Linked DNA regions of Mus musculus: all the other regions are linked to region 1. The links are chromatin contacts, called in public HiCAR-type and promoter capture Hi-C maps. All regions are on one chromosome and are shown on one strand. The core of a region is the stretch at or near the end of the contact, and the rest is flanking DNA. Distances in the headings are between cores, read along the strand shown.

Region 1 (7,472 bases), core at 2,819-5,318:
TCACAATGCATCATTGAGGGAAGTCAGGGCAGGAATCCCAGTAGGAAACAGAGAAACCCTGCTTCTGCTTAGCTTTGGAATCTGGCTCCGACTTAGCTAGCTTTCCTCGGCAGCTCAGGACCACTGCAAGGCAGTGGCACTACAGGCGGGGCTCTCCTACATCAACCATGACAATTCGACAATTCGGCTACTCAATGCAGACATTCTCCAGGTGATTACAGACAGTTGAGTTGACAGTTAATGCTAACTAGGACAGTAAGGTTGAGAAAAGAAACCAGGAACAAAGTAATTGAAGATGGCAGATGTAGAAATAAAACAGTAATGGAAAGACAGTGAAAGGGTAGGGTAGTAAGGAAATGCAGCATCATTATCTCCGAAGTCGTGATTGGGCAGAGCTCCAAGTGACACATTCCTGGGGAATTCACAAAACAGGAAATCCAAGTTATGAATATCTGACTTATAACCTGCCAGCACATAGGGACAGAAATCTCTCTCTCTCACACACACACACATACACACACTCACATTCACACTACACAAAAAACAGACCTAACATTTGAGGGCCCCAGAGTACAAGCAGAGGCCAATATACTAAATGTCTAAATACATATTCCAAATCAAGATAACTAAGTGTTCAAAGAAATATATTACATGTATTCCATCCTACCTTAATAACAGTGACTTCACCAGAATATGGTAGTCTGAGCAAAGCTAGCCTCTAACCCTTGTCCTCCTCCTCTAGGTTCAAACTACACAAGGGACTTACACATCCCCATATGCGAGCTCCCCAAACTGTTCATCCCAGCTCATCCCTACGCATCTTCTTCAACCACTTACCAACCTAAGCCAGACTCCACTTTCAAGTGCAAGCCAGTCAGCAGGTAAGTATTTCTGTGACAACAGAATCTCCTGGTCACTAGGACCTAGTGTCTGTGGCAGATTGTTGTTCTCAGTCCCGCTTCAATATTCACCGTTTCCCTACTCATAGGGACCTGACTCTTGTGGTCACAACCAGTGTGAAGAAAATAGACTCTGGGCTTCAGGGAGGAAGGTCTTTTAATGGGAGGGACAAAGGCTTTTTAAATTTAAACCTTTGGGGTGAGTGTACATCCTTGGCCAGGGCCAGGGTGCAGGAGGTGCCTCATTTGCATAAGGAAGAATTCCAGGTGCTGCTGGACATGACCTTATAAGGAAAGAGGAAATGTAACCTGGCTACTGGATTCCATGATCTTCTCTGGTGGGGGAAAGGTGGGGGCACAGGGCTATGTGCACAGACGTATGGAGGCCTGGGGCAGATGAGAAACAGTCCCACTCCCACCAATCTCAGGATGAGATTTCTGGAATCTGGACATGCCTTGACCCACTCGTGTTCCAGGCCTGCTCCCTACAGCTCCCCCAGCCCCACAGTGGATAAGTGTTTCCTCCATTATCATACCCAAGGAAGGAAAATAGTAAACTAATAATTATTCCAGAGTTAATTTTATTTATCAGTCACTCATCTAAATTTTTTCATAATCCATTGAGGTTAGTATTAGGGAGACATTAAAGTTGAGAGTTTAATTTATTCAAGAGATTATAGCAGAATTGGAACAGGAAATTATAACAGAATTCTAAAACCTGTGCTTTTAAAAGACATACATCCTAACAGCAATTAGTTGGCACATTTTTTTAAAAGCTCAGGCAAACTAAAAATATCCCAGGGAAAGTAATTTGATTGAAAATCGGGAAAGTTTTTGCCCAACAATATCCTAACTTTAGATTTAAGTATATGATGTTCATCTCAGTAATATTTATTACTAGATAAGAGAAACAGCAGATAAATGAATAATACCCTCTCAAATATGCCTTGTCAATTCCCAGATTCTCAGTTCCAAAGGCCTAAGTTTCTTTGTCTCAAAATTATAAACCAGATCAGAGTCTCACCAGAAACTTCATCACCTGTGAAATAGGAGATTCAAATACCTTTTTTTTTTTTTTTTTTTTTTTTTTTGGTTTTTCAAGACAGGGTTTCTCTGTATAGCCCTGGCTGTCCTGGAACTCACTCTGTAGACCAGGCTGGCCTCAAACTCAGAAATACACCTGTCTCTGCCTCCTAAGTGCTAGGATTAAAGGCCACCACTGCCCTCGAGATTCAAATATCTTAATCCTGAATCCCAACCCATTCCCACCCAGCCAACCCAGAAAGTTTCATCCCAGGCATTCATAAGCCTCATGGTGAATTACCACTCTGATATGTGAGCTTAGGCATTTAGATTGCATCTTTTGATAGATACAGGTGCCCAACAGGTCCAAAACTCGGTAAAAATTTAGTATTCAGAATACATCAGAAATCATTGTCATAACAGTGATGCTGAAAGCCAAGACCCTGGGTAAAACTGCCTAGAAAGTGAGTGCAGCAGGAAGAAACTATTGTTTGTCACTGTGACTATGACTTACAAAATGAGAATGGTAGCTCACAGTAGCTTCCTGTCAAATACAATGATCTACTTGCAAACATGTTCAATTTACTCTTTTTTTTTTACATTATCCTAGATTGTTGTTCTATGAGAAAGCTCCCGTGTAGTGAAATTGGGATCCCTCTCTCTCCCCTCCTTTCAGCCTGTTAGGAAGCGCAGGACTTGACATTCTCAAGAGCGCATCCTTGGTCACTAATTTTAACTCCAATGGTTCCACTGGTTTCCAGTCAAATCAACTAAAACTCAGCACCTAGCTTAAATTTAAAATCGTGTTGGTCATACAACATGGGCAATACCTTCCATCTTGGGGTTCTCTGACCTAACTTGTGACACTCAAACTTGAATTGCCATGCTACTGCTGAGTATTTAGTAAGCATACAGCACTAGCATTAAAGGCAGGAAAGGAAAAGCTATGAGACCATAAATAGGGAAAGGTGCCCCTTATTCGAAGTTGAAACTCCTCATCGGGTTAAAAATAAATAAATAAATAATCTCAGTACAACCAACATTTGCTATGAAGACTGCCGACACAAAGGCAACATTCCTTCCTATAAAGGTATCTTAGGTTAAACTAGCAGTGGATCTTTGCCTAAGGTTCAAGCCTGTGCCCTTCGTCCTTTCCTAGACATTAGACTATTAACTTTGTTTCCAATTAAGTTATCTTAACTCTAGTAACCCCGGAATATGGGGCTTTACCGTAGCAATCCTAATCTTGTTGGGTAGTCTTCAGGAACCACCCTATGATCTCCCTTAAACTCAACAATCCTTCAGAGACATTAGTCCTTCAAAGACAATGTCCTCAAAGGTCGCCAAAATGCTGTACATAAACATTAAGGACAATGAAGCGTGACTCTCCTTATAGCTCTGAGGCATAGTGGCTCCTCTTAAAATCCGTCGTCTTGGTGTGTCCACGGATTCTCAAACCAAACCCTCGGGGCTGTTGTGGACGACAGCCTCGGGAAGGTGACAAAGCGAAGCCATCTGAACTGCCTTAGGAAGTGTGTAAAACGCCACTGGTGTCTCTCTACGATGCTAACTTCCATTAGTGAGCGCTCACGCGTCACGGTGCTCCCCCCGATGGCGCGCGCTAACCGCTGCTCCCGAACCCCCTCGCCAGCTCGGGGTTCCGCTTAAAAAAGTAACGGGCTCACGGCTGAAAACCCGACATGAAGAGGTGCCCAATGAGCACAAGACAAACCCTAGGCTGCCTGACCGCAGACCGCCCAGCACAGAGCAGGGGAAGGCACGACGCGGCTCAAAAGAAACAGGCAGAAAGCGACGGAGTTCATCTTTCCCGCTGGATCCCGCAGGACCAACCGGTCCGCCTTCGGGCTCGCTCCGCGCCAGTTCCGATCGCGCACATTTACTACGTCACGGCGTCCAGTCTCGCGGTATCCTCCTGCCGCCGAGGCCCTTTCGCAAAAGTCTCGCGAAACCTGTTCCTCGGGCCCACGGCTCCGCGCTCGCCCTCCTCCACTCCGCCCCTACCCCGGCTTCTCCCTCACTCGCTCCCCGGGTCAGGAAATTCCCCGCTCGGGTCCGGCAGGCGCGCCTCCTCCCTCCCAGTTCCGAGTTCAAACCGGAACTGGAAGTGTGGTGGGCGGGGCCCGGCGACGGAAAGCGCTGAGGAGCCGAAGCCGGGACTCGGCGGTGGCCCGGGTCGGTCCCGCGCCACGGAGCGCCGGGCGGCGGGGCTGCGGGGCTCCGGGCTGAAGGGCGCTGCGCGAGCCGGAGGGCGGGCGCGGCCCCCCGGGCGCCGCGGGGGATCATGTCGACAGCCTCCGCCGCCTCGTCCTCCTCCTCGTCTTCTGCCAGTGAGATGATCGAAGCGCCGTCGCAGGTCCTGAACTTCGAAGAGATCGACTACAAGGAGATCGAGGTGGAAGAGGTGAGCGAGGCCGAGACCTGCTGCCCCGCGCCGCCTGGGATCCCGGGCGGGAGGCGGCTTCCCCATGGGCTTCGGGGGTTGAGTCTGAATCTGTGATTCTCTACCTGATTCTTATGTGGTCGGCAGTTCAATTATCCGTAAATAGATTGAGCAAAGTTTGGTGGCCGCGGGATTTCAGCTCGCTGGTAGTGGTGTTAGAGTCCAGGATAGTGTGTGTGTGTGTGTCTGTCTGTCTGTCTGTATGTCTGTCTTGTCTGTCTGTGTGACTTCTAGCGCAGTGTGTGACACGAAAGGATGCTTGGGACAGGCTGGTAAAGAGAACGTCGAACGTCTCACGGTGCTTCCCCTGGTCCCGGATTCTTCTTTCTCTGATACCGTAGGTAGTTCTACCTTCTATTGGGCTCTGTAGATGAATTTCAATCTCTAGTAACGTTAAGTCTGTTATGAAAACATGTTTCAAGTAGCATAGTCTGAAGAGGCAAGTAGTGATTATGGTGACAGTCAGAATATTACGCTACACCAGAAATCGCTGTTAGAAAAACCGAATAAATTCAATGTTCAGGTGGAAGAGTGTCTTCACTTCATCGCCTATTTTCAGATTCACAGTGGGGCCAGTGACTTCTAAGAGTCTTAATATTTACTGAAGAGGAAAAAATCTGTACATATATTCAAAATGCCGTTTAGAACTCGTTGAAGCTTTGGTTAGAAACGCGTTCACGCAGTTTCTATGAGTTTAACCGTTTTTTAAGAGCACTGTGCATTTTCTGTGCCTTAATGTGTGGGTTTTTTATAGCTAGACTGAGTTGTCTTTTCTTCATTTTTAAAGTATTATAGTAAGGAGTTAAAAGATGCAAGCAAATTAACAATCAATAAATACATCTTTACCTTAGAGGACTACTAAGTCATATCTTTGTATCACAAAAACTAACCAGAGATGAGTGTGTTCATTGAGAGCATGATTATCTTAGAAAAAGTGTGCTGGATAGGGGAAGGTTTGAGACAGAGGAAGACGCTTCAGAGATAGACAGAGCACTGTGGGACTTGGTTTCCTACTGCTTTCTGTGTGTTCGTTTCCTTAACTGTAAGATGGGAGTGATTGCTACTTTATCAGTGTGACAAATCCAGTTAAGCAGTGTGTGCAGAAAATCCAATATAGTGCCTGACATATTGTTAGGAAGCAAAGTTCCAGACAGGAAGGGTGACCTGCTTTAAGGTCATATGCTAAAAGAAGGCCTGTTTTTGAAGAGGAAAACATTTTATATGTCCCCCCCACCCCCATTGAAGCTAAGATAAATTCCTTTTTTCAGAAGCGGGTAGTTGGTCCAGCTTTCATGGATAACATTCTTTTTTAAGACTAAAACTTCAGTGAGTCAGTATACAAGAATCGCAGCTTTTAAATAAGCATTTACGTGTACTCTCATGAATTGCTGTCCTTGTAGACTACAAATTGTTATATAATAATAACTTGTACTTCATGGTCTACCACATATTTCCACGAGCTTACTTTGTTTGATTTTTGCAGCCTTAGTTTTTTGCACACAACTTTTTAAAGCTTTCACATTCTTGCCTCATTGGGGCCTGCAAGTTGCTAAGGGAGACAATAATCAATTTGAAGCCCTCAATCCAAAGCTGGTACATTTTTGAAATTTGTTTCGTCTTAGAACCTAGTTTATTTTTATAGTCCCGATTTAATTCAGGCCTTTCTGATGTCAAAACCATTACATAATTTCCATTATAGTCTTCCTGTGAGCACATTAAAGAGATTGTGCAGTCAGAGGTGCATCATGGGCACTCAAACTATTTCAACTTACATTCCATCTCTAGTTTAAATCATAAATAGGAAAACAGAAAGATGACCCAACATGAAAACTATCTCACATGCCTTCAGTGTTTTATATGGACAAGTATATCATAGCCCTATCAATTAAGAAAAGAATGGCTTGGTGTATAACCCAGTATTGAAGTTCTTGCCCTCTGTGCTTGAGGCTCAGGCTCCAATCCTAGCACCACAGAAAGCGAAACAGTAAGTCGAGAGAACCACATTATTTATTTCTCAACCCATAATATAATGGACTCAGCACTACACAAAGATAATTAGAAGCTGTGGCAGGAAAACATCTAACTCCAGGCAGATGGGGAATCATTTCGTAGATACACATTTCTAAGACAGCAGATGTTTCCATCATTGCAGTATCAGAGTACTGTGGCTCTTCACTTTCATGTCAGATTATATTAGTTTTCTGCCTAAGAAATCTACATGAGTACTTAATTTTTATAAGTCATTCAGTTTTTAACCTTCTGTACGTCAGTGAAGAGAGTCAGGACATAGACTAGACACTTTCAGGATTGGATGGTTTGGTGGAAAATGTACTCAGATTTAGAAAATTAGATGCTGCATTGTGTCAGAATATATGGAGTCAGGTCATTCAATTTGGAGACCTGTGATATCTCTCTTAAATTGATAGATTAGACAAAATTATTAGAAATCTATTCCTGTTGTAAAAATAAAATACCTTGTTTCCAACATGGACTATCTTGTTCTCCACAATAAGTTTGGGCATTCTTAGACAGTCGTCATAATCTCCCAGGAAATGTAGTTGGGTAGACAGACAAATGATATCCCCATTTTATAGATACTGACAACTGGTCACGGAGTTTGGTTTGCCAAAAGCCTCTTGTCTCAGTCAGTGGTAGAGCTGGAATTTGAACTTCCTCTCTCATGAGTCTACGTCCTGTAGGTATATGTGCAGTGTCACTGCAGTAGTCTACAGTGGAACCTAATTCTAGGAAGGAGGACTCAGAATACTCCTTTCCTTCCTAGAGGTTGGGCCTGCACATTTCACATTTTCTTCTCTGTACAGTACAGCTCAATGCAAGAATCCTAAGATTAGTTACTTTCTCAAAGTCACAATGTTAAACTTGTAGGTCAAGCACATAAGCCATAATGGACACATCAGCTCCAGTAAGTAGAGAGAGGATTGAAGCTACTTACCAAATAAATTTATCTCATTGGCTCAAAATATCACTAGTGAATAATTGCCTTGCACGTGTTCTTCTGCCTTTGTGCTCTTCCTCCAAAATATCATGTGACTAGTTCCTTCTCACCATTCAAGTCCCTCCACAAATGT
Region 2 (7,472 bases), core at 2,936-5,435, 2.9 Mb after region 1:
AGCATCACTGAGATGAAATCTTCTGGCAAGTGTTTCCTGAAAGCACAGAGGCTGTGTTCCAGAGATAGCCAAGGTTGTACTCCTGCTGCAGCGGGACTTGGTAATGTGTAAGAGTCACCCAGGTGGTACAGATTTTGAAGGCATGAAGGGGTCCTGAAGAGCAGCTGAGGCTCAGCACTGTGAGAGGTCATGGAAGGCCATTGGGGAAGGTGCAGCCTCAGTTGCAATTGATGGCCCAAGACTGAAAAGGCCATACAAAAAGAGTTGAGGCTTGGCACCATGAAGAGAGCCTATAAGTGGCTGTTAGTGAGGCCTAGTTGCAGCAGAAGACCCCAATGTATTGGAGATGCCAGTACCATGGGATGATCACCAAGAACAGTAACGTCTGTGGAGTGGATCCACCCTAGCTTAGAGTGCTACAGACTGCAGAGGTAGAGAAGTGACCACAGCCCTCAGAAGATCCTGAGTGGATCCCAGACATTGGAGTTAGAATTTGATTTTGCTTTTGATTGTGACTGTACCCTGATATTTTTCCCTCCTGAAGGAAGAAAGTATTTTAGTGGAGCCCACAGTTAAGAGACTTTGAATTGTAAAATGACTTTGATTTTAAAAAGAGAATTGATATTTTAAAGGGATGGAAATTTTAATATGTAAAGATTTGTAAAGACTGTGGGACTTTTAAAGTTATTTAGATCTGGGGATGAATAAGAAAGTAAGAGTTGAAGCTTAATAGTGATGTGTTTGTGCCAAGTCGAGAGGTCAATTGTACTGGCTGGTTTTGTGTGTCAACTCAACACAAGCTGGAGTTATCACAGAGAAAGGAGCCTCCCTTAAGGAAATGCCTCCATGAGATCCAGCTGTAAGGCATTTTCTCAATTAGTGATCAAGCAGGAAGGGCCTAGGCCACTGTGGGTGGTACCATCCCTGGGCTGGTAGTCTTTTTTTTTCCCCTTTCTTGGTTTTTCCAGACAGGGTTTCTCTGTGTAGCCCTGGCTGTCCTGGAACTCACTCTGTAGACCAGGCTAGCCTCAAACTCAGAAATCCATCTGTCTCTGCCTCCCAAGTGCTGGGATTAAAGGTGTGTGCCACCACTGCCCAGCCTGGGCTGGTAGTCTTAGGTTCTGTAAGAAAGCAAGCTAAGCTGGACAGGGGAAGCAAGCCAGTAAGTAACATTCCTCCATGGCCTCTGCTTCCTCACCTGCTTGAGTTCCAGTCCTAACTTCCTTGGTGATGAACAGCAATGTGGAAGTGTAAGCTGAATAAACCCTTTCCTCCCCAACTTGCTTCTTGGTCATGATGTTTGTGCAGGAATAGAAACCCTGACTAAGACAAGAACTAACTCCTGCAAGCTTCCCTCTCACCTCTGCATGCTGTGGCACATGCACAGAGATACACACAGACACAAATAAGTGTAAATATAACAGAGCAATCTTTAAATAAGCACAAAATTGAGGACTTTAAAACTGAGCCTCAATGCTGACAGAATATTAGCTCAAGTCCAGTGACTGCCAAACGTTTATTTATCCTGGCTTTCTAGAAGCATGTGGACAGCCCAGGTCTACCGGAGAAAGACATAAAAAGGTCGAACTGTAATTCCAAGGTTAGAAAACAGGATTTAATTTCTAGCTCCCCCTACATCTAACATTACATCCCATGTTAACTAAGACAAAATTCTAAGGATATTTGAGTTGGAGCCCAACCCCCACTCTCTCTTCTGTCTTATGCTATTATCTGGAACTCACTATGTAGCCCAGGATGGCCTTAAACTCTGACCTGCCTTCCTCGGCCTCTCAAATACAGAATTAGAGCTCTGGAGATCACTTTTATAATTTATAATATTGGGGTAGGGAGCATAAATCAGTCTTTAGCGAACAAGCCTCGAACCCAAGAGACACTGGGTTTGCCCCTCAGCCAATACACCCTCAGTATGAATTACTATTTCTAATTTTTGAAAACCACCAATGATTACTTCATTACTATTTGATTTTTATCAGCAAGGTAATAAAAAATGATTTATATACCTTAAGATTTATCACTTAATAAAACCAATATCGAGTTATTTTTTTTAACTGTTTTATTCATTAGAAGTAACTTTAAAATGCCAGGCAGTGGCACCTGACTATAATTCCAGCACATGGTGGGGCAGAGGGTGAGAGGGGAACAGGTAAATCTCTGAGTTCAAGTCCAGCCTGGTCTACAGAACAGCCAGGGCCACCCTTCCCCCCCCCCCAACACACACACAGACAATTCCTGTCTTAAAAAAGACAAAACAATAAACAAGAAGAATTTAAAACCTGGTGATGTACCTAGCATGCTGTACCTAGTACCATCTTAACCACAACCACACACACAGTGATACTTGTGCATCAATCTCAAAAACGAAAGAGAAAGCTATACTTATACTCTTTATCGCATGAGCCTTCATTTTAACAGTATTATCAATCCTTAAATCATCAGTGGATTCTACTAAGGAATTAATATCCCGAACTAAAGTAGACTTTAGTCTGCTCCCAACTGCTCATGGTGGCACAGATCTGTAATCCTAGCATTTGGGATGGTGAAGTAAGACGACTACCCAAAATTAATGCCAGCAAGGAGAGCATGGAAAGACTGTCTCAAAACACCTCCTCCAGAAGTGGACTCCATTTACAAATGAAATCTTGGCCGGGCGTGGTGGGGGCGTGGTGGCGCAGGCCTTTAATCCCAGCACTCCGGGAGGCAGAGGCAGGGGGATTTCTGAGTTCGAGGCCAGCCTAGTCTACAAGGTGAGCTCCAGGACAGCCAAGGCTACACTGAGAAACCCTGTTTCAGGGGAAAAAAAAAAAAAAACCAACAAACAAACAAATGAAAGCCTTATTTGTAAATTCTACTAAAATAATTTCTCAGGCTTACGATGGTGGGCAATTTCAGGGCATAGAAAATAGCAAATTTCAAAGTTTCTTTAATACTAAGGTTTAAAACAATGACTCTGTAATGTGGCCTCCAGATCTGACGAACTTTCTGACTGCATATATTTGCAGACAAGTCATCCTTGGTCCTATTTTTTTTTTTTAAATAACGAACCATCAATGCATGAGCATAAAATGCATACGGCAATGGGGCTGCTTCTGTATGTGATCAGATACCCTAGAAAGATAGATTTCAGCACCTGGAGGCTGGCAAGTGAAAGTATCCCTGTGAAATCCTAAAATGCTCCACCATTGTTCAAATCTCAGTGTTTCCAAAACAAAATCTTAAGCATGACACATCCATTAGGTTTCATGCTTTATGTAAAAAACGGCCTCAACTAGGCAGTTTAATCAATGTTCTCCCTCCCTCCATAGTCAGCACACGTTAACTGGGGAGTCTTAAGACCAGATGGAGATCCAAACTCTGATATCTGTCATAAGATAACATTTAGAATGTTACTAACATTCTAAATCCTAGTTAGAAAACGTTGCTGAAAAGCAATGTCCTTGGGCAAGAAAAGAATGGGAAGATCTGAAACTGACCCAAGCACAAATCCCTTGTCAACCAAAGACACTTAACAGGAAAGAACCCAAGAAATGTGGGGGTGGGGGTGCACGGGGGGGGGGCCGGAAATCGTACTCTTCCGGAACGTAAAGGCGAAACAGGCACTGGTAAAGCCGCCCCCAAGGGACGACTGACTATGGAACGGTGACAGCTCCTATGCACCGCGGAGAGCAGCCAGCAGGAACGGCCGCAGCGCAGACGCCGCCGCCACTCCCAGCTTGCAGGTCCGGCGGGATTGGCTCGAGAACATCAACAAAGACCCTCCGGTCGCAGCCTAACCCAACAACAAAGGCCGAGCGACTGCGCGCGACGGCCGGCGGCGACAGGGGGACTGGCGCGCGGCGGGCAGCCCGGCGCCCGCGGCGCAGCCCGGGAGCGTGCACGGAGCCCCGAGGCCGTCCGGCCCAGCCTGGCCGCGGAACACAAAGACGCGGACCGCCCGCGCTCCGGCCGCCGAGGCCCGCGGAGGGGGAGGGGCTCACCTGGCACAGCTGGCGGCAGTAGGCGGCGGCGGCCTCCACCGCGGGCTCCCGGCTCTCGCATAGCCGCCGCTCCAGCTCTTGCAGCCGCTCGCCCAGGCGCCGCAGCTCCGCCGCGCAGCCGCCACCGCTCAGGCGCTCCTGCTCGGCCTCATCGTCCGCCATCTTCGCAGCCCGCTCCGTCGCGTACGCACCTGGGTCACGTGATAACACAATGCCACGTTCGGCGGGGTCACGTGCCCGGTGCGCTGGCACGCCTGGGCGCACGTACAAAGGCCGGGTGTGGGGCTGGCGACCGCCGGGGCAGTGCTGCAGCGAGCTGAAGCTGAGGCCTCTGCTGCTGCGGCGGCGGCTAGGGCCAGGGCCAGGGCGAGGGCAAGGTCTGCGGAACAGCCGGAGGCCAGGGCAGGGTGGAGAGCTGGTGATTGCCCTGGTTCTGGGCCAACCCGAGAACGCCTCCTGGAAACAAGCGCTCTAGGTGTTGGAGGGCACACACACACAACAATTGGGTCAGAACAAAATGAGAGGTTCAATTCTCATTCTGGGAAATCAAGCAGCGAACACAAGAAAAGAATAGTGTGGAGAGAATTCAAACAGACCGAAATGATTAATGTTGTAACCCGGTGGTTTTTAAGGCACAAAAGCTTTTCTAAAATCTGGTTACCGTTACGCGTTACAAGAATCCACACCGAATCTTAGTTTGGGAAAGTAGGTCGAAGGAAAGAACACAATTAAGGATGCTAAAGTAAAAAAAGGAACACGGATGTCAAATAAATGCCAGTAGCAACCCTCCTCTTGGTGCTGCAAAACAGGTGGCCTTCTAAGCCGTATTTTATTTGCAAGACGAAAACAGTATTTGGCATTAGAATTGGAGAAGAGAGCTGAGTGTTGTGTGCACGGTTGTAATCTCAGCACTCGGAGACGAGAGGTTCAAAAGTTCATCCCTGGCTACATAATATTTCCTCCTCCAGCCTATGCCAGATGAGTTCTTACAAATTTAAAGGAGTAGGGGGTAGAATAAGAGGTAGTCGGAAAATCAATGTGCTTAACCATAAATTTCATAATCAAACTAATAACAAACCCAGTGTTTGAGGGCTAGGGGTGTGACTCAGTTGACAGAGTGCTTGCCTAGCTCCGTTCACTGCATAAACCAGGCAAAAGGCACGCAACTGCCTGTTTAATCTCAACCTTCCCTGGTGAACGCCAGAGTATCAGAAGTTCAGAGACTACACTATTTTGCCAGTTTCAGGTCAGCAAGAACAAATAGACAAACAAAACAAAACACCCCACAACCTACTGTTTATTTAAGAGGCAAGATGTCTGCCTTACAACTGAATCCTTTTAAAACAAACAACAGCGTTGACACACCTGGTCATTTTACTGTTGTGTTCTGACTGCACTGTATTTTTCTAAGGATAGTTATCTAAAATGAACAACCAGCCTGGAGGTTGGCTCTAGCAGAACTGCAGCACGAAGGAAGCTGGAGCTGAGGGTCTCCCGGTCCAGTCCGCCCGGGCTACATTGTAATGCTGGGTCTCAAAAACATAATTTCTACCGTATCCAGTAGCCTTTTCAGGAAATGTATATAATAAAGCCAGATGTGATTCTAGTCCTCACAGGTGACGGGAGGAGGACACTTAGTGGAAAATGTTCTCTGAATACTGTGTTGTTCCAGCGAATGTTTTGTAATGCATGCTTTTAAATCATTACATAAGATGAACAAGCACAAGGCAACCTTACAGAAAACAGCATCAATACTGCACATTAACAAGACAGAATCCTCTAATGCTTGCATGTACATGAGACCAGGGGAGCACACTGTAAGGCTAAGGATTTCCTCTATTGGATTGAACAGTGAAAAAGAGTTGAAGAAACAAATGAAGGTAGCTGTTTTGTCTTGCCCTAGTCCCTGTAGATACTCTACCAATGAGCTGCCCTGTACCCTCCTTGCTTAAGATTTTAAATTTTGCAGTTCATTTTCCCAGGTTATATATATAGTTCAGGTATTAAAGTTCCATCAATGTATGCTATTTTAGGATTCCAATGAAAATTATCAAAAGAAATATGTGATTAGCCAATGCACCAGTAAATGCAAGGACTGTACAATAACTAAAGGCTAGGAAGCTTACCTTTTCTACAATTCAACAGTAATGAGTTACACCACACTTCATTTACAGGAAGGAAAGTGTGTAGCAGCAGGTGTGGAGAGAAAGATCCAAAGTGAAATATGCCTGAATAATGATTTTTTAAATTATTACATAGGGCTAGGGTGTAGCTCGATGGCAGAGCACATTCCGGAGACTCTGGTAATGGGATGGGGAGGGGGTACCTAGTAATGTCATTCCTACCTTCAGGCCATGATACCCTTGTGGCTAAAAAAACTGGATTAGGAGCTGGAGAGATGGGCTCAGTGGTTAAGAACATTTGCTAGTTTTCCAGAAGACCAGGGTTGTAGTCCCTGTACCAGGTGGCTGCTTCACAGCTGTCTGTGAGTTCAGTGTCAGGGGATGCCAACTGCTTCTGGAACCAGACATGCAAGTGGTGCACAGACCTCATGCAGGTATGACACTCTTACATAGAAAATAAAATTTTAAAGGAAACTGGAATCATAAATTGGATCTGCATTCTAGTACGGCCATATAAATTCATCTGCACCTTTTGCTTTTATCTAGTGTCTGTGACTGTTAAACTTGAGAATTATGAGGAGAAAGACGGCCTTAGTTAGGGTTTTATTGCTGTGAAGAGACACCAGGACCACAGCAACTCTTATAAAGGACAATATTTCTGGTTTATATTTTCAGAGGATTAGTCCGTTATCATCATGGCAGGAAGACATGGTGCTCGAGCTGTAACTAACAGTTCTCCAGCCCAGTCTGCAGGCAGCAGGAAGAACAAGTCACACTAGGCATGGCTTGAGTATCTCAGACCTCAAAATCCATGTCTTAGTGCCTTTTGGCCAGCCTGAGACCAAGGTGACTTTCTGTGACCTGTTTGCTTTTTCCTCTTTTTGGGCAAGTGACTTAGTGACAAAACATTTACATATAGAAAGAAGTAATGGGCCACAGAAACGACCATACCAAATATCCAGTCATAGCACAGAAACTAACAATTGAAAATAAAGAGAGACATCTACATAGCTATTTAATACAACGCCTGTGGGTGCAGGGCATCCTACCAACCCACAGAGAAGACAATCAACAAGCACACTGAGTGGAAACGAGCATGTGATTGTCCCTTGGTATGGTTGTCAAAGGAGAGAACAGCCAGAGGCAACTTGGGAGAGTACAGAGTGAACATTTCTCTCAGAATAGATCAGATGATTAGAGGGACAGCGGGGAAGCAGAGAGAAGAGACCAAGGGAGCCGAGGACCAAGAGCGTGCACCCAAAATAGCTAAGTTCTCTAGGAATCGCAAGCTGGGGGAAGACAAGCAAGTTCAGGGGCTGGAGAGGTTTATGGTGGGAGGCAGGGGTGAGGCGTG
Region 3 (7,472 bases), core at 2,558-5,057, 2.7 Mb after region 1:
CAAGTAATACTTTCCAACATGAACATAAAATACTGCTGACTTTAAAACTCCATACAAACTAGGCAAAGATACTGTTTAGTGCTCCCAACTAACTATACAATTACATGGCATACAAATCTTAGTTTATTTTAAATATATATGAACATATATAATGAATATATATGCATGCATAACTATGATTACAAACCTGTGAAAATAAAGTATCAAAGCAACTGTAATACAGTCTAAACCTCAAGACATTAGAAAAGGGACGTGAGGCCTGTCTGGCTACATCTGTCATCCCAATGACTGACTAGGTTGATTTGTTATCTGTCTGGCTAGGCTGTTCCTGCCTCCCTTCCTCACCACCTCCCCTACACTGCTCCTACACGCTAGCTCTACCCTCAGTCAGAAAGGGTATACACCCTTTCCTCATTACCTGGGTATAAGGCAGATAGCTGTGCTCCTCCGCTAGCCTCTAAATATGCTCTTGAAGACAACAGAACGTAAACAAAAGGATACCTGAGTGACAAAAAAGCAACTGAAGATAACTGCAGAGGCAGGCCAATGCCATCTCGGACAGTAACCAATGTCCCTAGCAAAGTACTGCTCTGCAACAATCTAATCCATGACGATGCGACTTTATAAACAGGCGTGGGTCAGATCCTAAGACCCCGTCTCACACACACACAAACACACACGCACACATGCACGACATTAACATAGAATTAAATTAAAATAAAGAACAAAGTGAATTGGTTAACACAGAGTACTTAGAAACTCCTCTATAAAACTTGAAATGCAGGATATAGCAGTCATCACTCAGGGGCCAAAGACAGTCAGTCCAACACCTTTGGTAAATTTACAAGCACTGGGGAGTCCGGTTTCCCCTTTCTTGCTTCCTGCTCTGAAACTGCCAACACCCAAGGCTCGAACTTTTTCTCTTTTCTTTCCATGACAAAATTTAGAGTATTGTGTTAGACTTATATGAGAAAACCAATTCCCACAATTTCTTTTTTATTAATTATAATTGAATCTAATCCTTGTCATTGAGATCTACTGAGAATGGATTTACATTGGATCTGCTAGGTGTTCACAGTTAGTGTTTTGTCATCAGATTAGTAACAAGTGTCCCCTGGGAACACTGGTCTTAGTTCACGGGTTACACATAATCCTAAGGATGCCAAGAGACTCCTCCGGGATGCTAGTTATTAACTGACGTCTTATGTGCTAAACGTGCTTTTGTTCACTCCTTTGGAAGCCTAATCATAGGTAATTATACCTAATCATAGGTAAATAAAATAGGTGTTTCAAACAGATACTTTAAAATATGATTACACAAGAAGCTAGGGAAGCAGTGTCTCCATATAAGTGTTTCCTCCTTGGTGAATTAAAGCAGGATTTGTAAGTTGTAAGCAAGTTCTTAAACCAAAGAAGTAGTACAACAGAGAAGAAGAAATACGCCATATAACTATTTATCTTTCCTTCCTAAATGGTCCAATCTGCCAGACCAGCAATGCTTATGTAAAGGGCACTGAGGGAAGTACTATAATACTTCCATTGTTCTAAAACTTTCTTATGAAAGAGTTTATGACTCCAGAAATATGGAGCAGTAACATTTAATCCGTCAGTACAAGAACTACACCATCCATAGTTTTATATGATGGTTCAGAATAATGGAAAAATGTGTAAGTCCTATCTCAAGACACATGGAAATAATAGTAAGTTAAAATTTTGGCGTCCATAAAGTGTAATTAGGAGACAGCTATGCTCATCTGCCTTAATTATCTTGCCTATAGTTGTAGGGTTCAGCAGCTATGGCGGAGACTAACAGCTCTCTACAGAAAGACTGCCTGCCATCCATGACCTGAAATTATCAATATTCTCATAACTAAGAAGTGAAAACTCAAATCACTTTTTTTTTGGGGGGGGGGGCTGTGTTAAAGGTCCCTGGTTCAAAAAAAGCAAGATAATTTAAATACTAAAGATGTTTAACTCCAGAAAACATACTTTTTTTTTTTTCCTTTCCTTGAGACAGGGTCTCTCTATGTAGCTCTGGCTGGCCTGGTACTTGCTATGTAGAGCAAGCTGACCTTGATACAGTTCTGCATGCCTCTGCCTCCTAAGTGCTGGGATTAATAGGCATAAGCCATATCATGGTGTTTTGTTTTGTTTTGTTTAAGACACCCATAATGAAAAGGTCTGCAAATGTAATTCTTGAAAATAATTACTAATCAAAGTAGAAAAGTCTAAGTTTGGATACTATAAAACATAGATGACTTTGGTCTGTAATACCACTTTAGAAGCACATTTCAACTTTTAAAACCAATCCTTGTAACCATGATTTCCACTTACATTTCAGTTTACCATAAGATCAAAACATTTCTTCTACAATTCTTCATTTTCCAGGATGAAACTTCATTGATTAGGAATGTCAACGTTCCCAGGTAATATAAATATTCATGGTACGCAGCTACTTTAAACTATCCTAAGAATTCAAATCATATCACGCCATTAACTAGAAACCTGGCCCACTGATCATCCAGCACCCCCTTTGTGGAGAATCTGTTACCTTCCACGGCATTTGTTTCTGGGTGGAGAATATCCCCCAGAAGAGTCAGTCTGGAGTTATCCTTTTGTTTTCCAGTTACATTTTAGGGGGACTATTACTGTCATACCTGAAAGCTTGGACATAGCAGGAAGTAGCAGGTGAGTAATCGTTAAGATGACTCTATGTAAGGAGGTATAGAAACTGTATTTCATTAGGATAAAAAAGTGCAACACACCCAAATGTAACAACGTATGTGCTGGCAAGAAGTCTAAATCTGTAAACAACCCTTGCGGGTACCGATCTGCCTGCTGCATCTTTTAAGTGTTCATTTGTCAATCGCCCTACTTTTCCTATTACCCTCTTCCCGGATGCTACAGGACTTATCTGATATGGGACAATCCACCACCACAGAAAACTTACATGGCGCCTGATGTTAAATGTCAAATCCCCTCCCCCAAAGATAAATAATTTCACATCCACGCAAAAGGATATTCTTTAAATGCTTGTCCAACATTTATTTAGACTTAAAGCCAGTGCTCATTGGGGAAATGGTGAAAAAACAAAAACAAACAAACAAAATTAAAAAAAAAAAAAAAAGCGACGTTGTCGCCAGGCATGAGGGCACAGACCACTAATCCCAGCGCTTGTAAAACTGAGGCAGGAAAATCTCCCCGAGTTTGAAGCCAACGTGGGCTATAGAATGAGACCATGTAGTGTTGGTTCCTGCTTTAAAAATAAATAAATACAAAATCGTCACCGCCTTTTGGCCTGTCCTAGCCACAGTGCTATAGAATAAAACCTCAGCCTTGGGGCCAGCTTACGTAAAACCTGAAAGGACAGCCACCACAGCCCTGGCCAGACGGCTCGCCATCGGGAGGAGCAGCGCGCGCCCTCAAGCCCAGGGCTCCGAACCACAGCCTCGCTCCAGGCAGGGACCTGGCCGGCGCCCGGGCGGCTCACTGCACCGGTGTGCGGGTGCAGCCCGCTGCCGCTCCCTGCAGGGAGGGCTCGGCCCCCAGAGCCGGCCCGGCCAGCACACCCCGGGCCGCCGTTCCCTAGCGACCGCCCGCAGCCCGGCCTCACCTCTCGCCGGAGCCATGGTGCCGAGAGAGTCTGCGGAACTGACGCCCCTGCGGCCATAGAGACGCACCGGCCTAGAGAGCCCGCCGCACCACACGCGCGAGGAGGAAGCGGGGGCTACGGCGGAAGCCGCGCGGCGTGCGGAGCGACAAGTCTGGGAGACTCGGTCCTGCGGGGGCTCGGAAAACCGCAGCTTCCGGTCGACCGAGGGGGGGCGGAGTCAAGGTGGCCGAGCGTTTCCTTCTAGAGACCAGCCCCTCCGAGAGGATGGGCCCCGCAAGAAGGATTCTGAAATGCTCTCGATTATTCCTTTGTGTGAAGACCGTTAGAGAGGCTCCGAGAACTCGGACTTTTATAACTTTCAACTCCATCACGGCCTTCCATGGTTACCTCTTGGATAAATTTAGTATATATTACATACTGCTCGGAAGTACTGTGTCTGTCTTCATCATCCTTACTGTCACTGTCTAGCTTAACTTGGTAACTTCAGGCAGCAAAAAGACCTCAGAAAAATTAGATTGTATTAACAGGCACTTCAACCGCTCTAATGGTTACTGTGACTAGAGGATGTTATTAGAAAATAACCCCGGGTGGAACAACATTATGAACTAACCAGTACCCCGGAGCTCTTGACTCTAGCTGCATATGTATCAAAAGATGGCCTAATCGGCCATCACTGGAAAGAGAGGCCCATTGGACACGTAAACTTTATATGCCCCAGTACAGGGGAACGCCAGGGCCAAAAAGGGGGAGTGGGTGGGTAGGGGAGTGGGGGTGGGTGGGTATGGGGGACTTTTGGTATAGCATTGGAAATGTAAATGAGCTAAATACCTAATAAAAAATGGAAAAGGAAAAAAAAAAAACTATACCTCTAAAAAGTTGGAATTCTCAGGACCTGAAAACCCAACTGCTTATGAGCCAAATAAGGCCGCAGAGTGGGAAGTGGGAAGCGCTTAAGCCACAGCGGGCTCTGAGGCAGACAACAGAGCATAAAAGGATCAAGCTGGAATGCCAGCCAGTCTTATCAGACATTCTGATTTTTTTCAATGAGCCCAAAATTCAAATATAAATATCAATTCTCTGGCTTTTAAAAGGCAGCATATGAATGTAGGCTTCACTTGTTCCAGATAGCAAGGCTCATGATATAGAAATCTGTTATCACTAAATAGCAATGAAGCAGAGCGTTGTGTTTCAGAGTGTCAGGGCTTAACATTTTGTAGGGTTTTAGAAGCAGCCTCTATTCCAGTGATAAGCATACTACTATCTAGCTGGCATTGCAATGTCAATCTTAATGCTGTAAACTTTGTCTAAAATATAAAACAAATACGCGGACAGAGTTTTACTTGTCAATTTTAATAAAACGAAAAATGTACTACAGAAACTGCTTTTAGATTTGCATAACAGTCAGGCAGGATACGGTGCCCTAGTGCACAGTCACACAACCAGTGACTGTGCCAGCCCCGCAAATGAGCTTTATACACGCACAGCACTTTAAACCCTCCATCCGTGCCACTAAGGAGCAGCTTCCTGTAAACGTCCATCTCTAGGTTTCGTCCACCGCTCTGGTTAAGTTCACCTTCACCCCATAGGTTGTTTTGCTTTGTCCCCCACGAAGGCCAGCTATGAAAATCTGGGGCCTGGGCACTCGGCTGCTGCCTTCTCTCTTGGACTGGGTGCTAGCCTCTTTCAAAGGGTACACCTGTGAGGTGTTATCTCTTCTCATGTGGCTAAGGTCAGTCTGGACGGAGTGAGTAATTTTCTGGCGCAAATTAGCCTAGGTAGAAAGAGAACATAGGGAATAATGTTTCTCTAAAAAAATGTAAAAAATCAGGCATTTAGTTAATGTTTGCCTATTAACTTTCCATTTCACAAATAAATAATGCATTTTTCTATGATGGTGAGGATGGATGATGACAGGGAGGCTGAGGGTGGGGAGGAGGGTGGGGAGGAGGGGGAGGAGGAGGATGTGTATGGTATGATTGCAGGCATGTGCATGCCGTGGTGTGAATGTGGAAGAGAGAGGAAAACCCCTGGTATTAATTCTCTCCTTTTATGGCAGGTTCTGGGGAGTGAACTTATCAGCTTGCATGGCAAAAATTAATCAAGAACAGAATAAACTTAAGAATCCTTTACAAAGTGGGAAAACCTGTGACATGCTGAGACTGAGCTGAAGAGAAATGCACACGACTGGGTTGCGACGGTCCAATATGAGAAAGTGACGATTTATAGTGGGTTTTTAGAATGAGCGTCACACTATGCTGACAATATGAAAATCTGTTTCCAGCTTACTCGTTTTTCATCTTGCTTACTTCTGTTCATGGATAACTGGAAAACATGAGACTAGACAGATTGCACAGGCTAGTAACCATGGAGGATGGGGACTAGATGCCATAACTCCGTGGTCTCAAGGCGACTACCTCGTGGAAAGCCCTAAATTCATCCTCAGCCCCACAAAGAAAGCAGAGGAGATAAGAAATAATAACAATTTGGAAAGGGTAAGAAAAGCATAAAGTGAAGGAGAGCAGACCTAAGTAATTCAGAATTTGAACCATCATAGATCCAAATCTCTACATTCATAAGACTATGTCATTTCATTATTTTTGATAGAATAATTTTATTATTCCAAGAGACTTGTTACGTAAACAAATATTTTTGTGCTGGGATTAGAACTTGGGGTCTCACACATGCTATATGTAAGTGCTCTGCCACTGGCTCGTAGCCCTCAACAAGACCCAACAAGTTATCAGATTGTCCCCTATAAGATGCAATGAAGGACGCGCTCCCTTGGGAAGCTTCACTGCGCAGTGAGAGCAGTAAGATTCTGTGTGTCCGAGCCGTTGCCTTCACACCTTGCTGTCCCCACCACGCCTGGCGCTTTTCTGCCCAGTCTTATTTAAATACCCATCTTCTTTCTGTTCAACCCACCAAGATTAAAAGACCTGCTTTAACACACTTCAAGTTCTTAAAAAAAATTCTAAATACTATTCCCCCTCTGAGTGAAAGCCAAAGGTTGGTTGAGGTGGAGTTCTCCATGTGTATCTTTGCTACTGCATAAGCCAGGCCACCTTCCGGGAAGTCTCATGGCTCCACCTCCCATCTCCTGTGGGCACCCGGGGATGGCAGCGTTGTGTGCCATTGAGGCCAGCCTTTACGTTTTCACGTAGGCTTGTGGATCCCAAACTCTGATCTTTGGGCTTTTGGAGCAAGAGTCTTCCCTACTACGAAAGCCTTCCCCTAAGTACATTTTAAGTCTGCAAGCTTTCTGTCTTTATTGGGCGATCTTTTACTTCACATTTTACTTCACCATTTCAGGAGAATGGTGGATAAAACACATTACGGTTTCAGGCATAAGTGATTTTATCGCATAGAAACCATATGCCCTCCCTCCTTTGAGTTTGTTGGGTATTCTGTGACTGCTATGAAAAGAGTAACTCATTAGGTAACTTATCTATCCCCTACCTTGTGATTCAGCAAGAAACCCATGGTACAGTAAATGATACTAATGCAATACACATTTGTTGTCTTAAATAAGATATTTTTAAAGGAGGCAAGTGGGAAATTCAAAGCTTCCTACTTTAGGAGTAGGCACTGTTTTTGATTAAATTGACCCAGAATCCATAGGATAGGAAAGTACTGTGTCTAACAGAATTCGGGTAGGCATGGGGTATATAATTGTAACACCAACACTCGGGGGCTGAGGTTAAGGCAGCTGAATTGCAGGCCAGCCTGGGCTACATAGTAAAAACCTATCCTAAAGGGGGCTGGGATACTACAATTTCTGTGATTTATTTGAGCAGGTTAAAAATAGTAGAGGGAGGAATAGACTGTGTTGTTGCTATTGTTTTTGTTTTGTTTTCTGGTA
Region 4 (7,472 bases), core at 1,549-4,048, 2.7 Mb after region 1:
GTGTATTCTGCCAAAATGAAAGTTACATTTCATGGACAGTCTCTTAAGACCTCTATTTATATAGAAAATGAAAGATTGGGCTGGCGAGATGGCTCAATGGATAAGAGCACTGACTGCTCTTCCAAAGGTTCTGAGTTCAAATCACAGCAACCACATGGTAGCTCACAACCACCCGTAATGAGATCTGACGGCCTCTTCTGGTGTGTCTGAAGACAGCTACAGTGTACTTACATATAATAAATAAATAAATCTTTAAAAAAAAGAAAATGAAATATTACGAGAAGTAAAATATGACAAAAAAAAAAGATCATCTCAGACTACTGTTAAACAGCTTTGCAAAATATAAAGTAGCCACGTGGGTTACATGTTCCAAATTAAGCTGTACCTCATGGTCTTACATTTGCAACTAGTAAAGGTCTATGAATTACTTGTACGTATTTCTAACAAGTGCATGGTAGCATGACAAGCTTATTACTGCATTCTTTCCATATACACGTTACAGCCAGTTATAGAATGGATAGTAGTATAACAAATATTAGCACAAGGATATGAATATAAGCAACAAACATTAATGAACAGTAATGTGGCTAACCACCTTAACCATCAGCCAAAAAATATGACAAAAAAAACCCCCAACAATACTTGATATGTTTAAGGAGGAAAATAAATTAAAACGTTGGCAGTTCCATGAATTCTGGAAATTGTCCTTAAAGGTTCTTATTTATATAATATTTCTTTCATGATTATCAACACAGATATTTCTATTAGGGCAAAAAGAAAAGTGCTTTTCTGAAAAAACTATCATCTCCAAGTTTTATAGAAATGATGGCTTTTTGAAAAAAAAAAAAAATTCTCCTTCTCTGGAAGGGCTGGAGAAGCAGCTGTGGTAAAGCTTTTGTGTAGTGTGCACAAAGTCCACATTGTTACATTCACCACCAGAAAAGAGAACGCAATGAAGTCTTAAGCAACAAACAGGATTAGGAGTTAGGGCACTCAAAACATCTGGAACTTTGTAGCCAAGGAAAAATAAAAATAGGAATAAAGCTAAAAAAACCACAAAAGTCTTTAACTAGGAACTGGGTATGGTGGTGCACACCCTTAATCCTAGCACTTGGCAGGCTCAGGAAGGCAGGAGAGTTCAAGTTCAGCCTGATCTACATATAGAGTTGCAAACCGATAAAGGCACATCGAGAGAACATGCCTCCAAAAAATTAATTAAACCACAGTGTTTGTTCTCTTTGAAATGTAGTCTTTGGGGGTACTGCTTGTCATTGACCATTTTAATCAAAATTAAATGTCTGGTGCACCGTTACCTTTCATCACTAACACACTTCTCAAATGTCTTAACCCTCAGCCAGAACCGTACCATGTGTAAAGTGTCTCCATTTCTGTTGAACTGTGACAATTTCTTTAAGCGGCAGTTGCGTTTCTTGGACTAAAATGACTTGCCTTTATATCCTTGTCTTCCCTGCTCCATCTCCCCTCAGGAATGCCCAGTTAGAAAAAGTGTATATCTATCACCTAAACTTCACAAACTGAGGAGTCATTCGCTGCTTACCTCCAGCAACAACCTAGTGGGCTGTGCGCCAAAACCAGAGAGCATTTCAATGTCCTCCAGCGGGTTCACCCCGTAAAAACACTGAAGGGGTCTCACTCTGCCCCGTGGGCCAGAGTTCCCTTCACTGGCTCTGCTGTGTTGCTGCCTGCCTGCCTGCTTGCCTGCCTGCCTGATTCTGATGTTAACATCACCCCTAACAGACCTGTTATAAAAGAAGACAGCCCACTTCAGTGTTCCCCTGTAGCCCCAATTACGAAACCTTTCAGAAGTCTGTTATTTCAGCTTCCTTCAGGAGTGTCCTTCTGTTCTTAGAACAGGAGTCAAGTCTTACTTTACAAGGCATAGCAGCACAGACCAATAGACCTTTCTTTTCCATCTGCTGCCCTGTTTGATATTCTTGAAATATGGTTGCTAATGGTAAACTTAATTTTAAGTTATCTTAATTCCAGATGTAGCCACAGGCTCCTAGGGGGCAATACAAGCCTAGGATTTCTCCTCTTACAAACTACAATTTGACTAGCACTCCTTTGCCATCGAGTAGTCCACAACCCCTCAAAACACTCATCTGAATTACATTTTTATTCTGGTTTTTCCTAATGCTCCTCTCTCCACTCACGGGTTAAACTGCTCTTTTTACTTAATACGCTCTTTTATTTCTACATTCTAAGGCAAAGACCATCTTATTCTGCTCTCCCAAACTAATGCTTTATATTTTGCCAAGATTCTTATTTTTCAGACCTTAGCCAAACTGTCACTTTCTCCAAGAATTTCCTCGGTCTCCCAGAAACCTTGGTTCGTCCCTCCTCTCTTAGAACTTTTCTCCTTGCTAATGAGCCAATTCAAGATCAGCTGCTTATGAGTATTTCTGGGAACAGAAATCTATTTTTGCCTCCATCTGCATCTCGGTAACTTAAAGCACAGTGTGAATTTATGGAGGGGGAAGAGTGGGGGAAGCGGCAGGACGCAGCACATTCTGGGGGCAGCCGCTCTCCTAGCCTTGGCGCCATGGCCTAGTTGCCCAGAGCAAAGCTTGCCTCGAACCCGGACCTGGGCAAAGCCGCCCGAGTCCTGTTCTCCGCGGAGCCAGAGCTGATGCCCATCAAACCTCGTCGGACTTGCCAAACAGGCACCGCGAATCTGAGGCGAGCGCCACCCCCACGTACCTTAGACACGGAGGAGGTGGCCATAGTCCGCGGCCCCGTGTGCATGCGCACTCCACACTTCCGCGCGCCCTGGCGGAAGCAGAGGCGACTTCCGGCGCGGAGGCGGGGCGTGCGGGAAAGGGAGGCATGGCGTGTGGCTTTCGTAGGTCGATCGCCTGTCAGGTACAGTCCAGAGCGGCGAGCCAGCGGGAGCCAGGGCCGGAGGGTGCAGCCTAGGCCGACCCTGCCTCCTCCTTGCGCTGCGGAGTGGGAAGATCCTCGAGAGCCCTGAGTGCTCACTGTCTTCTCATTTCCCGTTCTTAATGCTTTAACCTGGGCGGACTGTCCAGAGGCCATGATTAGACCCTGTAGAAATTAATGTTCCTCCTTCGTTTATGCCCTTTATTTGCTCTCATGAATAACCTGGTAGGATATATCTCGAATAAGAAATTTTGTAGCTTACTAAACCTGTAGGCGATGCTCTCCCGAGGAAAAGCTCTAAATCCGGACTTGGAGACCATTGGATAAAATAGATGATTTAAAAGGCATGCTAAGGGCTGCGGAGATGGCTCCGCGGGTGAAGTGCCTGCTATACAAGCATCTGTGCCTGCGTTTGAATTTCCAGAACCTAGGTTGAAAAACCTGCATAGCTAAGGAAGTCTGAAACCACACTTCTGAGAGGTGGAAACAGAAACCGGTGGCTCCAGCCTCTGGTTCGGTGAGAGTCTGCCTCAAATAAGGTGGAGAAAGACACTTGACCTGTACTCCTCGCGTGTTTAGCGCAGCCTATCCTGCCTGGAGTTTGCTAGTGCTAGCACAGACTTAGGCCCGCTGTGGCTGGGTTGTTTTAGACAATTCTGAAAGATGGTGCATATACTTCTTAGGTAGTTCTGTGGGAATTAAGCTCCAGCCTACAGAGATGACTTTAATGTGTTATCTGTGTGTCTGTGTTTGTATGTTCCTTCATGAGGACAGGCCACAGGTTGCCTGTGTTTCCTCCAGTCACTGTCCACCTTTCCCCCCTCTCCCCTAAGGCAGATTTTCTCCCCGAACCTGGAGTTTACCCGTTTAGCTAGGTTGGTTAGCCAGGGAGCTGCAGGTGTAATGGCAATTCTGCTGTTAGCTGAGTTCATTGCATGGTACAAGCAAAAAACAACTGACTGTCTGGGAAAGACAAAATGCAAGAGAGAAAGAAGACAGAGGCAGAGTGAAACTGTTTTTATTAAGGCAGGCCTATCCTCCGGAATGAGGGACGGGAAATCCAGAGTTGGGGAGCCTGTGGCTGGATGAGGGTGGGGAAGGGTGCCGGTGTCTCAGGTTTTCTCCATTGGCTGTGCACGCCCCATTGGCTCACCAAAGAGATGATCGCAGGCTTTTATGCACAGCTTGCTCAATTAAGGAAGCGGCCATGCTTTAAAGACCCTTCTCTATCTTTACTCGTCCTTTCTAGCTGTTAACCACGACTCTCTGCTGACCTTTATCCCAAGAAGGCAAGGTCTGTCCTTAGACCTTGCAGGTGTTAATGCTCTTAAGCTCTTGGCAGGCTCTGTAAGCCATTAGTTAAGTTAGCCTCTGCTTTCTTTGTTCTTGTGTTTATGTGACCAGCTTTTAGTTTTACCATGGCAGGAAATTAACACCTGTCATAACCACTGTCCACACGGATCTCCGGCTCTCCACTCAGAGGGAAGAAAGGATAGCAGATGCTGCGGCCAACTTTGACTGACTGGACCAGCAACATGGGTTCACGTTTCCCCAATCTCCATAGTTCCAGTATGGATGCAGTTTCGTGGAGCAGCAGAACAAAGAGTGATATTAGTAAAGCAAAGCATTTAAAAAATAGATTGATGGCACCATCAGCGAGGCTGGTTACAGCAAGATGAGGGTAACTCTTCTGTAGACCCCGGCTGCTCTCTGACAACACTCTGACCCCTCTGCTTGGTGGAAAACTAGGGTTTTTTTGTTAGTACATCCCCAAAAGGTTATCTGTTTGTCAGGATGTTAACTCTTGCTTGTAGTAGCATGATATTAGGTCCAAAGGTGGGAGACACTAATGAAATTAATTAGGTCCCAGATCTGCACTATCCATAACTCTCCACAGTCGTCGAAGTTTTAGTCAGTCAGCTACTACAGACACAGCTTATTTTCAGGAATTCTCACTCACATTACCAATACATTTAGCTGCAGTTTTTCTTGGTTACCTATGCCAGAACTCCTTGTCTGTGGGACAGCCTGGAGTGGTTTCCTTCCTAAAATAGGAACAACCCTTCTTTATTTACAGTTTAGCTCCTATAACTGGGCAACATTGTCTTACATTAGTTCCTCAAGGAAGCCAACTGGCCTGCTGGAACTGGCTCAGCCCTGTCCTCCTTTTTTATGTTAAAAATCATTCAGTGTATTTTTCTCGTATACCCTTCCCCCCTCCCCACCCTACCATTCTCCTTATCTGGTCCTCTCATACCCAGATTTAGGCTCTTTTATTTATCATCCCTACCTAATACCCCAGCTCTCTGCAGCACCAGCACTGTAAAGTCACAAACACGTGTCGCCACACTCAGCTCTTAAAGTGTGCTAGGGTTCTGAACCCAGTCCTCCTGGCATTCACTTGGTGAGCACTTTACCATAGCAAGCAGCAAGCAGAGTTCCAGCTCTGGTGGTTCAATCTCCTTCTCTCTCCTTCTCTCTCAGTGCATCCCCACAGTCCCAGGAGTCATCTCTCAAGTATACTGCTTGCACCAAAGTTCCAAGGCTGGGCTTCACAACTCTGCATTCCAGCTAGTTGTGGTTTTCTGTAGTCATCTCTGGCTGCTTAACAGAGTTCTCTCTCTTTCGTGTGTCACGTGTCCAAGGAATAACTAAATCCTATAATGTGTGTGTGTGTGTGTGTGTGTGTGTGTGTGTGTGTGTGCGTGTGTGTGCCTTTCACCAAAAATTACTGAAAACCTGGAAATGTCTGTACCACTAAATTCAACACAGTCATGAAAGAAGCTTCCTGAAAATATAAATGTACCCATTTCTGCTTACTTATTATTTATGTGCTAAGGACCAAGCCTTGCTCCTCATATGTACCAAACCAGGCCAAGTGGCTGGTGGTTTATCACTGAGTTATCCTATGGCCTTTGCTTTGGTTTTTCCTTAATTTTGATTTATTTCTTTGCTGCTTCTCTGATGAGTAAACCTTTAATAGAGTTTGGGCCTGGGGATTAGATATTTTTTCCTTAATATTTACTTGTTTCTATTAAATGCCATAATTTTTAAATCTGTTTTGTTTGTTTTTATAGCCACGATGCTTAGAATACTAACTGGTACAGACTAGCTATTCAATAAATATTCTTTTGATGAAAATCATCTTTTGATTCTCATTGATTCATATCTTCTTTTTTGAATATACGTGTTTAAATTTGACAAATATAAAATCCATTGAAGGACAAGCAGCCTCCTGCTTGCTGCTTTATAATCAAACCATTGCATCATATTCAAGCCCTGGCAGCCACAGATCTTACTTCAGTCAGAGAGTTTTGTGTTTCCTAGAATATCAGATATGTTGAATCATACTTAATACCTTCTTTTATATGGGTTTTACTTATGATGTATTTGAGGTTCCTTCTTATTAAGTGTGTTAATGGCATTTCTTTATTGCTAGTAATATTCCATTCGCTCTGGAATAGATGGATCAACCATTTTATCCTGTTTTATTCTTTTTTTCCTTTTAGCTTTCCAGAGTATTGGCTCTTCCACCAGAAAGCTTGATCAAGTCAATATCTGCTGTTCCAGTTTCAAAAAAAGAGTTAAGTATGCTTGTAGTGATCTCAAATTGTTGAATTTGTTGGCAATCCAATTTTATTCAACTCTTAAATTTACAGAGTCGTCCTTAAAGTTAGGATTCATTATATTCAACTTATTATAATTAGGGTCATAAAATTCCAGTTCTATTTTAAGTATTCCGTGGTACATGTAACTATCCTTTTGTTAATTGTTTTCATATTTGTTTATGCTAGCAGTAATTATGTCAGTCTGATCTGATTGGAACGTTAGAGACTGTGTAATCATCTGATGCTTGAGTTCTAGTGTACCATACTTACTCTGCCTCTTTGGTTGTGTTGTTTGCTTGACTTCATTTGAAGACTCCCAAGTGATAGAGAATTATTGTTTAGGGTTATATAAAATCCATATTGTTTTCTTAGGTACAGGGAAAAAATAATCTTTTTTTATATTAGTCTCATCATTTTATCATTTTGGCAAAATATTTTAGTGCTTGGATAAAATGTAGCCTACCCATGGATGTATTATCTTGGGCCACGGGATCAAAATGTTCAAAAAAAGAAATCACATCTGCATTAAATCTAAACAAGGTTATTTTTTTATATTATCTCTGAAACAATACACTGATAACAATATACTTATGATGCATTTGCATTGTAGCAGGAGTTACAGCAAGTTAGGGGTGGTTTACAGTAGGGGGTGCACGGAGGGTGACTAGACATATGCAAGAGTCCTTGAGCTCCTGCAGAGTAGTAAGAAACTTGACACATACTAGATTCTTAGCTCTAAGGTTTAAAGATGGAATATAAAATTCTCAGTATTAATGTATCCTTTGTTCCCTGAATTTTGTTAGAACTTTCAGGTGAGAGGGAGAGGTGAGTATTCCTCTTTTCATGATAAAGAAGAAATAAATAGAAAGAAAAGGCACAGACTAGAGACTACTGATAATCTTACTATTTTCAGTTTTGAAAATAGTGAAAATGGGGCTGGGTGTGGTGGGGGATGCCTTTAAT

The links. Promoter capture Hi-C pulls out the DNA fragments that hold promoters and counts their contacts. HiCAR-type assays count read pairs that join an accessible place to other places.
Region 2: a HiCAR-type map of astrocytes shows a contact between it and region 1, with 4 times the contacts expected there. The contact joins the promoter of Zfp292 here to the promoter of Map3k7 in region 1. A contact is called at or near these places in 4 of 39 promoter capture datasets (hematopoietic stem and progenitor cells, liver and pre-B cells) and 2 of 115 datasets of contacts at active chromatin or transcription factors (astrocytes and thymic regulatory T cells).
Region 3: a promoter capture Hi-C map of liver shows a contact between it and region 1, with 6 times the contacts expected there. The contact joins the promoter of Slc35a1 here to the promoter of Map3k7 in region 1. A contact is called at or near these places in 3 of 39 promoter capture datasets (liver and pre-B cells), 2 of 115 datasets of contacts at active chromatin or transcription factors (extraembryonic endoderm stem cells and thymic regulatory T cells) and 1 of 9 other capture datasets (liver).
Region 4: a promoter capture Hi-C map of liver shows a contact between it and region 1, with 8 times the contacts expected there. The contact joins the promoter of Orc3 here to the promoter of Map3k7 in region 1. A contact is called at or near these places in 2 of 39 promoter capture datasets (both in liver), 1 of 484 Hi-C or Micro-C datasets (CD4 T cells) and 1 of 9 other capture datasets (adipose tissue).

The regions. Positions count from the first base shown.
Region 1 is chr4:31,960,039-31,967,510 of GRCm38.p6, forward strand. It overlaps Map3k7 (mitogen-activated protein kinase kinase kinase 7), which reads left to right and starts at 4,069. Exons shown (of 16, transcript NM_172688.3): 1 at 4,069-4,344. The coding sequence starts at 4,225.
Region 2 is chr4:34,878,763-34,886,234 of GRCm38.p6, forward strand. It overlaps Zfp292 (zinc finger protein 292), which reads right to left and starts at 4,186. Exons shown (of 8, transcript NM_013889.2): 1 at 3,996-4,186. The coding sequence starts at 4,157.
Region 3 is chr4:34,683,631-34,691,102 of GRCm38.p6, forward strand. Slc35a1 (solute carrier family 35 (CMP-sialic acid transporter), member 1) reads right to left here and starts at 3,808. Exons shown (of 8, transcript NM_011895.3): 1 at 3,614-3,808. The coding sequence starts at 3,629. It overlaps Cfap206 (cilia and flagella associated protein 206), which reads right to left. Exons shown (of 13, transcript NM_001347062.1): 13 at 4,944-5,384. The coding sequence ends at 5,154.
Region 4 is chr4:34,612,144-34,619,615 of GRCm38.p6, forward strand. Orc3 (origin recognition complex, subunit 3) reads right to left here and starts at 2,799. Exons shown (of 20, transcript NM_015824.4): 1 at 2,722-2,799. The coding sequence starts at 2,766. It overlaps Rars2 (arginyl-tRNA synthetase 2, mitochondrial), which reads left to right and starts at 2,814. Exons shown (of 20, transcript NM_181406.4): 1 at 2,814-2,883; 2 at 6,411-6,484. The coding sequence starts at 2,848.